Linked DNA regions of Mus musculus: region 2 is linked to region 1. The links are chromatin contacts, called in public promoter capture Hi-C maps. All regions are on one chromosome and are shown on one strand. The core of a region is the stretch at or near the end of the contact, and the rest is flanking DNA. Distances in the headings are between cores, read along the strand shown. Region 1 holds the start of Rpap3 (RNA polymerase II associated protein 3). Region 2 holds the start of Hdac7 (histone deacetylase 7).

Region 1 (4,593 bases), core at 105-2,604:
CTGAGAATAGTCGCAGGATTTTTACGGATAGAAATGAGTTAAATGAATCACGTTACATGGGACAGGGGTTAACGTTGTCTTTCCTAATGTAACTCCATTGGAAGCACATGAAGCTCACAGCGGTGCACAGTCGACCACTGCTTCTGGTTCCAGCTATCCAGGAGGCAGAGGGGGCCTCACAAATTAAACTCAACATGACGCCTTAGCACACCTTAAGAGTAAGTTTTAAAGGGCTAGGACATAGCATTTGCCAACATGTGAAAGATGCTGAAGACTGTAAGAGAGACAGAAGACAGACAGGCAGATAGATACAATGGGTAAAGTGACTGGACTAGGTACCTTAAGATAGGAATACTTGGAGGGAGGTTATAAGAGCTTTCCCCCCCCCCACCCCCCACCCCCAGTAAAAAGAGGCTGTTTAAAACGGCTCGGCCCGACAGTGGTGATGCACGCCTTTAATCCCAGCTCTCGGTAGGCAGAGGCAGGCGGATTTCTGAGTTCAAGGCCAGCCTGGTCTACAGAGTGAGTTCCAGGACAGCCAGGGCTACACAGAGAAACATTGTCTCGAAAAACAAAACAAAACAAACAAACAAAAAGTGTAAAACGGATCTTCTGACTCAGCCTCAACGAGGCAGTTTAAGCGTCAAGCAGTGTCCACTTTTGGTTATGCGCATGCATTTCATTCATAAACAAATCCCGCATAACGCTTTGCTGAACACAAACCAGTACACCTGCAAAACGAGACCCTTAAACGCTGCACGTCTTCAATCCCAGCACTCAGGAGGGAGGCAGAGGCCCGCGGTTCGAGGCCAGCATGGTCTACTACACAGCGAATTGCAGGGCAGCCTGGGCTACAGAGAAACCCTGTCTCTAAACAAACAAGCAGACCATGAGATGCTGTAAGGGCGGCAGCTCTCCTTCCACCCACCCCCGGGTCCTAGGGCAGCCCATGCTGCCAGGACGGGGTTCGTTCCGCAGGCAACCAGAAACTTCCAGAGCCTGGGGAACCACGTTCACGTCCCGTATCAAGCCAAGCCTGCATACCCTGGCCTGACGGAGCCCGCAGGTCCGCCGCCCTCGCGGGACCGTGGCTCCGGAGGTCCCGCCACCGCAGACCGCCCGAGCCCGGACGCGGAGCCAGCTCAGGCCGAACCCTGGGCAGCGCGCGGAGAGCGCACTCGGGAACCAGCCCCGGCGCCCCGCCGCTGCTCCCGGCCCGGGCCCAGCCCCGCTCTTCCACCCCACGCCCCTGCAGCCAGCGGGAACGGTAAAGCCTACTCACCCGCCACGGCGGCCACCAACCTCACCGGCTCCAGGGAGACGCACGGCGTCCTACACCACCGCCGGAGGTCTGCGCCTTCCCACAAGGCCCCGCGCGCCGCTCGAGCGTGCGCAGAAGGTTCGGCTCCCGCGCTCGGCTGCTCTTGCTTTGCTGGCGGTGGACGTAGACTGATGTTCTAACCTCTTCTAGACTAAGCGTGAGGATCCCCCAAAGTGCACCCATCTTGACGTATTGACCTCCAAAGCATAAAGCCTTTTACTCCCCTCGATTGTGTTTCTGAGAGCTGCCCTGCTTTCCACTAACGAGATGTTTGTAGCCTCTGAAAATCCTAGGAGAAAGTTACTGTAACTTCTAAGAACTGTCAATGCTGGAACTCTGCTGTTTTCTCTCTGAGTCTTGTATGTGGCTGCTGGTCTTCCTTGTGCTTTTTTGCTACTAATCTTTTTCCTTTTCTAAGATTATCTGTAGATTTCGGGCTTGTGTCTATCTTTAGATAGACCCTGGCTTATCTAAAAGAATGACTGAAACCTGTAATGCTTGCTTCTGCTTCCTTTGTGAGTGAAGCTGTTTCCTATGTAATAACTCTGTTGTACAATGCAATGGGTATAATTTTTTAAGTCCACAAACCAACTTTTTTCAAACTGAATGGAAAACATATCATCTCAAAGATCAGTTATTCATTCACAAGTTTGACTGAACCTTCGAATCACACAAGGGAGGCAGCCGTGCAGGTGTGTATCCCACACACGCTGATTTATGAATCTTATCCCAGAGGTTTGACATAATTAATCTTCGATACAACTTCAGCATCAGTCATTTTCAAAGCACTGGGTACAGCTGTGCAGCTGCAAAACACTAATCTACCTGCCTGTCAATGAAAAACCGCCCCTGGTCTTTCCTCACTAGGTCATATCATTAGGATCTTTCTTTCCCTCATGGTGTGACTGGTTGTCTTTTAAGTTCATTTAAAAGTAAAGATCAGAAACTGAAGAGAAGTCTCCATGGTTAAGAATGCTGTTCCCTGGCTGTCAAGATGGCTCAACGGGTAAGAGCACTGACTGCTCTTCCAGAGGTCCTAAATTCAATATCCAACAACCACATGAAGGCTTACAACCATCTGTACAACTACAGTGTACTCACATACAATAAATAAATAAATAAATAAATAAATAAATAAATAAATAAATAAATCTTTAAAAAAAAAAGAAAAGAAAAAGAAAGAATGCTGTTCCCTGTTGCAGAAAACTTGAGTTCCCAGCACCCATGTGGTAGTTAACAGTTCTGTAACTACAATTCCAGAGGATCTGACGCCCTCTTCTGGCCTCTTAGCACCAGGCGTGCATGTGGTGTGCATACATACATACATATATGCAGGCAAGCACTCTTACACATTATAAAAATAAAAGAGCATTATTTTCTGATGATATTGTAGATAAACTAGCTTTTAACAAAGTGTAACTGTTTCTGTAGCAAATCCTACTCTGTGTACTCCACCACCCACAGCAGGTGCCATTGCAGACAAACTAGGTTTAAAAAAATGTTTTTAATGTGGATGCTCGGGTACACCTTTAATCTTAGCATTGCAGAGGCAGAAGCAGGTGGATCTCTGCGAGTTCAGGGTCTACATAGTGAGTTCCTCACCAACCGGAGTCATGTGATGATACCCGGTCTGAAATAAACAAAAATAAATAGAAATAGGGCTAGAGAGGCGGCTCGCCAGTTCAGAGCACCGGCTGTTCTTCCAGAGAACCTGGATTTGATTCCCAGAGGTGGATCATAACTGTGTGTAACTCTGGTTCCCAGAGAACTGACATCCCGGGGCACCAGGCACACATGTGATGCACAGGACTACCATGAAAGCAAAACACTCAAACACATAAAGTTTAAAATAATTTTAATTTAAAAATAAATAAATAAAAATTTAAAAGAATCTAAATGTGTCTAAATTAGCCATAATTCTATTTAAAACAGACGTTGACATTCATAGGAAAGCAACTACATTTGCTATCTCACTTTCAGGCAGGGTTGATGGAGAAGGGAGACAGCAGGGGGCCAACCAGCTGCTCCACTGAAACTCCATAGCACCCTTGGGTGGTGAATCCTTCCCCCTCCCCCGATGTGTATACTGAATACAATCAATTGTAACAGAACCATCTCCATGGCCATTGCTTCCGAACTTTGAGGTACTATTGTCCCACTTGTGACAACCGTCCCCTCTGTGAGCTCAGACTGGACCATCTTCTCTGTAGATGGCATGCCTCTCTGCTTCTATTGACAATTATCTCTACATAGGCTTCCGTACAACAGGCAAACCATGTCTTCCCAACCCCTCCTGTGAATAAACTGTAGTCATCTCCATTGAGTTTACTGTTAATCTCTTCGACAGTTGTTCTCAAGGAAATAATCTCTTTATTTGATGTCTGTTGAAATTGTAATGGTCATGGGAAGTAAACACAAATATTTATCACTGCAAAAGCGAAACGCTGCAGTGACTTCTGAGAATGCTGTTGAGGTTTCATGCCGCAATTATTGATCTCGTTCAAACAGTTAAGTGCGGAAGGAGTCTGACCAGTGTTCTGGGTCTTAGGAAAGGATTACTAATTAACTTGTTTCCTGGTTGGGTTTGGTGTTTTGTTTTGCTTTTTTGGATTTCGGATTTTGTTGTTGTTTCTCGGGAAGACTCTCACTTTGTAGCCCAGGCTTGCTTATCTCACTCTTAAGCTCACAATTTTCTTCCCTCAGTGATGTGCACACATGGCATTCACTCACACAGACTCAGTCCTGCGGGGACTGGGGTTATAGGGATGAAGGACCATAATCAGCTCCTAAGTGCTCTACAAAGACAAGGTATGAGCCTTGAGACTCTGTATCATTTGGCTGTATGTAAAAGGAAGCCTGAAGTCAAATTGAAACAGATGTTTCTCTTTTTTTTAAAAAAAGACTTACTTACTTTTCAGAGTGTCTGTGTGAGTGCCCGAATGTATATCTGTCTACCATATGAGTGCCTGGCACCTGTGGACACCAGAAGAGGATATCAAATTGGAGCTGGAGTTTCAGGCGATTGTGAGTCACCTGGTGTGGATGCTGGGAACTGAACTCATGTCCTCTGCAAGAGTATCAAAAGTTCTTAACTGCTGAACCAGCTCTCCAGCCCTGCTATTTGTCTCTTATATAAGACAAAATGTAAACAATCCAGACTGGTATAATAGCCAGCATCAGTCAGATAGAGGGTCCTAGTAACGTGTGTGTGTGTGTGTGTGTGTCTGTGTGTGTGTCTATGTGTGTGTGTGTCTGTGTGTGTGTCTATGTGT
Region 2 (5,240 bases), core at 905-3,404, 130 kb after region 1:
TCTGGGCCTTACATTATTAGCTCACCTTTCTCTGGGGGCTCCTGTCAACGTTGAAACGACCAGTTCTTAAAGAAAGGCAAAGAGCAAAGAAGGCCAAGAAAGAAGTGTGCCTACAGCTATAAAAAGGTCCTCATTTCCAATCCCATCACAACTGAGCCACTAGGAACTAGATAGGTGAGAACCATTATCCCTGAGACAAGGACACAGGAGGCTCTGCCTGTTCCCTTACTCCCCGTGGATTACTGACTGGCTATGTGCGGTTGGTCCCTCTAGCTCTGAGCTTTGGAAAGTGAACTGAGAATCCTCCCCACCCACCCACCTTATCATGTTAATTTTGAGAAAAGCCTGCTTAAGTAAGGTGACCTGCTTAGAAGAGAAACCTTCTTTGCCTCAAAGCTCAGCATATGCCCTTGAGACACAGAAAAATGCCCCAGCTAAGGGGCCAAACTGAGCAGCAGGGGGCTCAGATGCACCCTGTACCTAGCTTTTCCAACGCACAGCTCTGAGGGTCTAGCTTGGAAAGGACATCATAAAACTAAAGACAGAGACACAAGCCTCAGCCCCATTGGGTTCAGGACTTGGTCCAATCTCAGTTATCTGGGTACCATACACTGGAACTGCTTTGTGCCTCATTTCCCCCCCAGGAATCACTGTAAAGAAGAAAAGTACTTAGTTACTGAGGGGAGACGTGAGGCTGCAGAGAGCAAGGAGGTTAAGAGTGAAGGATGATTTGCGGCGGATGGAGAAGAGGCTCGGAAGGTTGGCACAGAGGGGAGGCACGACCGCAGCCCATGGGGGTCCTCTTGGGAAGAAATGGGTCACCTAAGTACAAGTTAGAGGATAGAAACCAACCAAAGTGACAGTCTGCAATGGAATTTGAGCAAATCTAGGTAAAAGTCTGGAGGACTAGCTCCTGATTCCAGATGTTGCACTCCCTCCAGGGCCACCGAGGGCCAATGTCCTATTATCACCCTGAAACTTTGGCAGGCAGAACTGGGCCTCAAGCAGATGCTGCGTTGGGATGTGGGAAGGGATACTTAGCAGCAAGCCAACCCCGCCAGATGATGCAGGATGCTTTGGGGGAGTGCTGGACAGCCAGCAAGGATAGTTCAGGGAACCAATGGTCAGCCCTAAGTCGGCCCCAAACCGGCAGCCAGTGAGAAATAAGTGGGACTCATTAAGCGACCTGCATGCAGGACTTAGGTTTTTCTTCCAACTCAATTGGCGGAGAAATCGCAGTGGCGAAAAGACAGTTCAGTTGCCAGATTTGCCCGGGTTCTCATACTTCTCAGTACTATCAGACTGGGGGTGGGTGGGGGTGGGGGGGCTAGATCCAGCTCCCCACCTCCCTACCTCTCTCAGTACTCAGCCTGCGGCCCCCACTTCCCCACGCCTTTAACTGTCCTCACTGCTAGGCTGAACACAGTGTCTGTCTCTCTATGATGGGTGATCAAGGATAAGGGGTGATGCTCAGAGAAATCTCCCAGCCCAGTACCCCTCCAGGGGACGTTTCCCTCAGCTACAGGATCTGAGTAGGGCCCTGCCCAGTTCTACAAGACAGGGGCGCTGATGTCCAGCCCTGCAAGTTCTGCGCCAGTTCAGTGGGTCCTAGCCTTTGCCCTCCCGCTTCCAAACCTTTGGTCCCGGAGCACCGCCCCCTCCCGGGCCTCGGCGGCCGGCCGTGCCTCCCGGATCCCGGGGAGGAGGGTGACGGGACGCCCGGCCCTTGCACAGGCGGCCCCGGGCCTCCCACTGCCTCCCCGGGGCCTGTCGCTGCCCGGGAGCGGGCGGATGTGGGCGCCCCGCAGGAGGCCGGAGCCCTTCGGCCCCGGAACCAGCCGGGGCAGCGAGCGGGCCAGAGCCCGGGCGAGCGGGCGCGGTCCAGGGCGCGCGGAGGACCCGGCCAGCCGGACCGGCCGGAGACCCAGCCGCAGCCGGAGCGGGAGCCGGGGCGAGCAGCGCAGGGTGCCGCGCGCAGGGCGGGGCGGACGGGGAGGGGGTGGCCGCCCGGTACTCACCCGCGCCGGGGCTGTGCATCCAGGGGCCGGGGCCCTCAGAGCCGGGGGCTCATGGCGGGCGGGGGGCCGGGGCGCCGGCCTCACATCCCCCCGGTCGCCGGAGGCTGCAGAGCGACTGTGAGACGGCGAGAGGAAGGGAGGGGGCCGGGAGGGGGAGGGCCCTGGCAGCCTGGCCGGCCGGGTAGGATGACAATGGAAGGAAATGCTTTATCTGAGTCTGAGAGCGGGCCAAGGGGGAGGGGAGGGAGGGGGCCGGCGCTGGCGGCCCTGGGACACACCACCCGGGCTTCGCTCAGCAGCACACAGCCTGGCGGCAGACACCGATCGCGGCGGGGCGCGGCTCACCGCCCGGGAGGCAGCGCCGAACCCGGAACGCGGGACGCGGCCGGACCCGCGCGCGGCCGCGGAAGCCCCAGCCGCCGCGCGGCGCTGCGCCCCGCGCACAATTCCCGGAAACCCAGATACCTGAGTGCACGCACCCGTGCATACACAGCGTACACGGGCGTGCATCCATGTTTACACAAGCCAGGGTGCTTTACGCTTCGGGGAAGGACTCCTGTGCACACATCTACACACTTAAGTCAACGAGGGCAGCGCTACACACAGGGAGAGCAGGGCACGCTTGGAGTCTCGAGCAAGGAATCCCAGACGGACACCCCTGCCCCATCCTAACACACACACACCACACACACACACACACACACACACACACACACACACACGACTCTCCTCAGGAACACTTCAGGATCTGATTTGAACCACTGCCAGTCCAACCCCAGTGGCACCCCCCGCCCCCACTGTCTGCTGAGGGGAGCAGAAGGGTCCAGTCTGTTCCTATTAAAAGAAAAAAAAAAGGGGATGGGGGGTGGTGCAGTTTTCGAAACTTAAAAAAAATTTTTCTCAAGGGATTTCCTTCCATCCTCTCCTCTTCCTCTTCCATTCCTCTCCCTCCACAATGACCCTCCTTTGCCCCCCCACTCCTGGACCCTATGAGTCAAACTTCAGCAATGTGCCCAGTGTCCCCCAGTGCATTACAGCGGATCACAGAAATGTTCCAGTCTGTGAGTCGGAATGCAGCCGCCTCCAGCCCTCCCTCAGCTAATAAACTCAGCTGAGGACTGGCTTTGCACTGAAGCCCTCCCTGCCTCTCCCCCATCTTAGACGGGAGGAGGTCAGATTCAAGGGTCAGGGGCCGAGGACCTTCCCACTGAGTTTCCTGGCTTGGCCTGTCAGTCCTGTTGCCTCCAGCAATTTGGCAGGTCAGAAAACTGGGAAGGGAGAGCGGTCATTCACCAGGAACACTATGCTCCCCTGCCCTTGAGGTGCCCGCCACTGAAAGGCAGCTTCCTTCTGGTCCCAATCTACTCTCTGAGTCCTCGGAACTCCAAGAACCTTTAGAAGGGGAAAATGAGGCAGACCTAGAGATGTGATATCTTGGAAGCCAGAGTCTTGAGTGGCCTAGAGGGACGTTGGCCATGTTGCTAGGTCACACACAGGTCTAGACTCATGTGCCCTTGTTCAGCTGCTAAGTGTAACTCCTCTGTACCTGTTAATGGGTACTACAACCTTGCCCTAGCATCCATGGCCTCTTGCAATGTGGCACCACACACATCCCTGCCCAGTGTCTCCTGGTACTTTGCTCAGAGGTAGTTACCGTTATTACTACCACAGCCAGCCCTGTCAGCTAGCTGTTCATGTCCCCATACTTACCCACTTCCTTGCCTTGGCCTAAGACACTCCCTACAGAGTAAATGCCGCTCTACCTTTCTCCCTTCTGTTGTTGAAATCCCTTCATCTCCTCTGAAATGTTTCACGATTTCTGTAGCCTCAGCCGGAAGGATTTTCTTTCCCTTGAAGGACTCCACCCCAGCACTGATTTTCTCCCAGCCGCACTGACCCTCAGCTGTCTAGTCTATGAGTCTGAATCTCTTCTTTATCACAAGTGTTCAAGGTACCTAGCTTGGAAGCACTGCCTCAGCGTGGCTTCCGAGTTCTTCATTGACTCATGAATATTCATGACCTTCCAAGATCTCCCTCCAGCTAGACATCTCTAATAGACCCTCTGTCGGAAGTTGTCCATTCTGGCTCTGCTAGACACTTCCTCATCCACTGAGCTGTCTTTCCAAACCAGAGCACTCTACTTCCAACGACTTCCGTGAGGGTTACAGACTTCAGGGGAAAAAAGAAACCTGTGTACAGAGGACCCCCAATCTCTCTTGTTATCTCTCTCCTCCTGTAACCGTACATTGCCCCCACATCTTCCTTTCCTAAAGCTGTTTCTGTGCTGAATTTCTTGTTCGTTAATTTCTACTGGCGCAGCATCCGTGCATCTGCTCCTGAAGCTACCTCTTCTCTTCAGTCTAACCACTGACTTCTGAGTGATTGGGATAAAGATGTGTGGCCACCCATCTATGCTCACCACCCGTCTATGCTCACAATGGTCACCTGTGGCTTTCGGTTCACATCAGGACTCACTGCCTGCAAAATGTAGGCAGAGAGGAGACCAGCACTTGCGGTATGTTTCTGGGGTGCTGAGCCAGATGTTTCTGGGATGCTGCCAGAGTTACCTATGACTCCAATATCCCCTGCCTCACAATGGATTCCCAAGCCAATGCTAAGTTCCATGTTCCCTGGTGGCACATGTTAGCCTCCTGGGACCTCTAGAGATAGATATACGACAGAAAAATCCAAGCTACCTCCTTGCTATGATGGCTACCACGGGCAATTTCTCAAGAGCCCTTGCATCCAGACTTCTCACAGCCTGCTCAGCTGAATACCAGGTATAAGAGACAGGCAGACAGGCAGACAGGCAGACAGGCAGACAGGCAGACAGGCAGACAGGCAGAGGTAGAGGCAGAGGCAGGTGGGACTCCATGAGTTCATTATTAGCCTGGTCTACAGAGCTAGTTCCAGGACAGCCAGGGCTACATAGAGAAACTCTGTCAGGGGGGGGGGGGGGTGTATTCGTGGAGGGACTGGTCCTGTAGGATCTGCCATGAGTTGTTCAAAGCTCTCCCTGGGGGTCACTGGACAACAAAAAGCCTGCATACCCCTTTCTGTTTTCTGTCCACTTAAGGCCTCCACATCCTTTTCTTTCCCCTTTCTTCTCTTCTTGCCTTGGTGGGCTACCTTTTACCAAGTGTTTACAAAGAGTCCCACTCTGGCCTTTGGGCAAGTATCAGGTCATTAATTCTTCTTCTATGTTTTGAAGATTTGTTTAGT

The links. Capture Hi-C pulls out chosen DNA fragments and counts their contacts.
Region 2: a contact with region 1 is called in a promoter capture Hi-C map of adipose tissue. The contact joins the promoter of Hdac7 here to the promoter of Rpap3 in region 1. A contact is called at or near these places in 3 of 39 promoter capture datasets (embryonic stem cells, liver and neural stem cells), 7 of 15 datasets of contacts at CTCF or cohesin (CD8 T cells, the NIH/3T3 cell line, embryonic stem cells and 3 more), 135 of 484 Hi-C or Micro-C datasets (B cells, B-cell progenitors, the C2C12 cell line and 80 more), 42 of 115 datasets of contacts at active chromatin or transcription factors (the 230-238 cell line, CD4 single positive thymocytes, DN3 thymocytes and 33 more) and 5 of 9 other capture datasets (adipose tissue, embryonic stem cells, embryonic tail and 2 more).

What each region holds. Positions count from the first base shown.
Region 1 is chr15:97,704,468-97,709,060 of GRCm38.p6, forward strand. Rpap3 (RNA polymerase II associated protein 3) reads right to left here and starts at 1,355. Exons shown (of 17, transcript NM_028003.2): 1 at 1,283-1,355.
Region 2 is chr15:97,829,341-97,834,580 of GRCm38.p6, forward strand. Hdac7 (histone deacetylase 7) reads right to left here and starts at 2,155. Exons shown (of 25, transcript NM_001378971.1): 1 at 2,019-2,155. The coding sequence starts at 2,037. Gm33636 (a long non-coding RNA gene) reads left to right here and starts at 1,346. Exons shown (of 4, transcript XR_001781759.2): 1 at 1,346-1,965.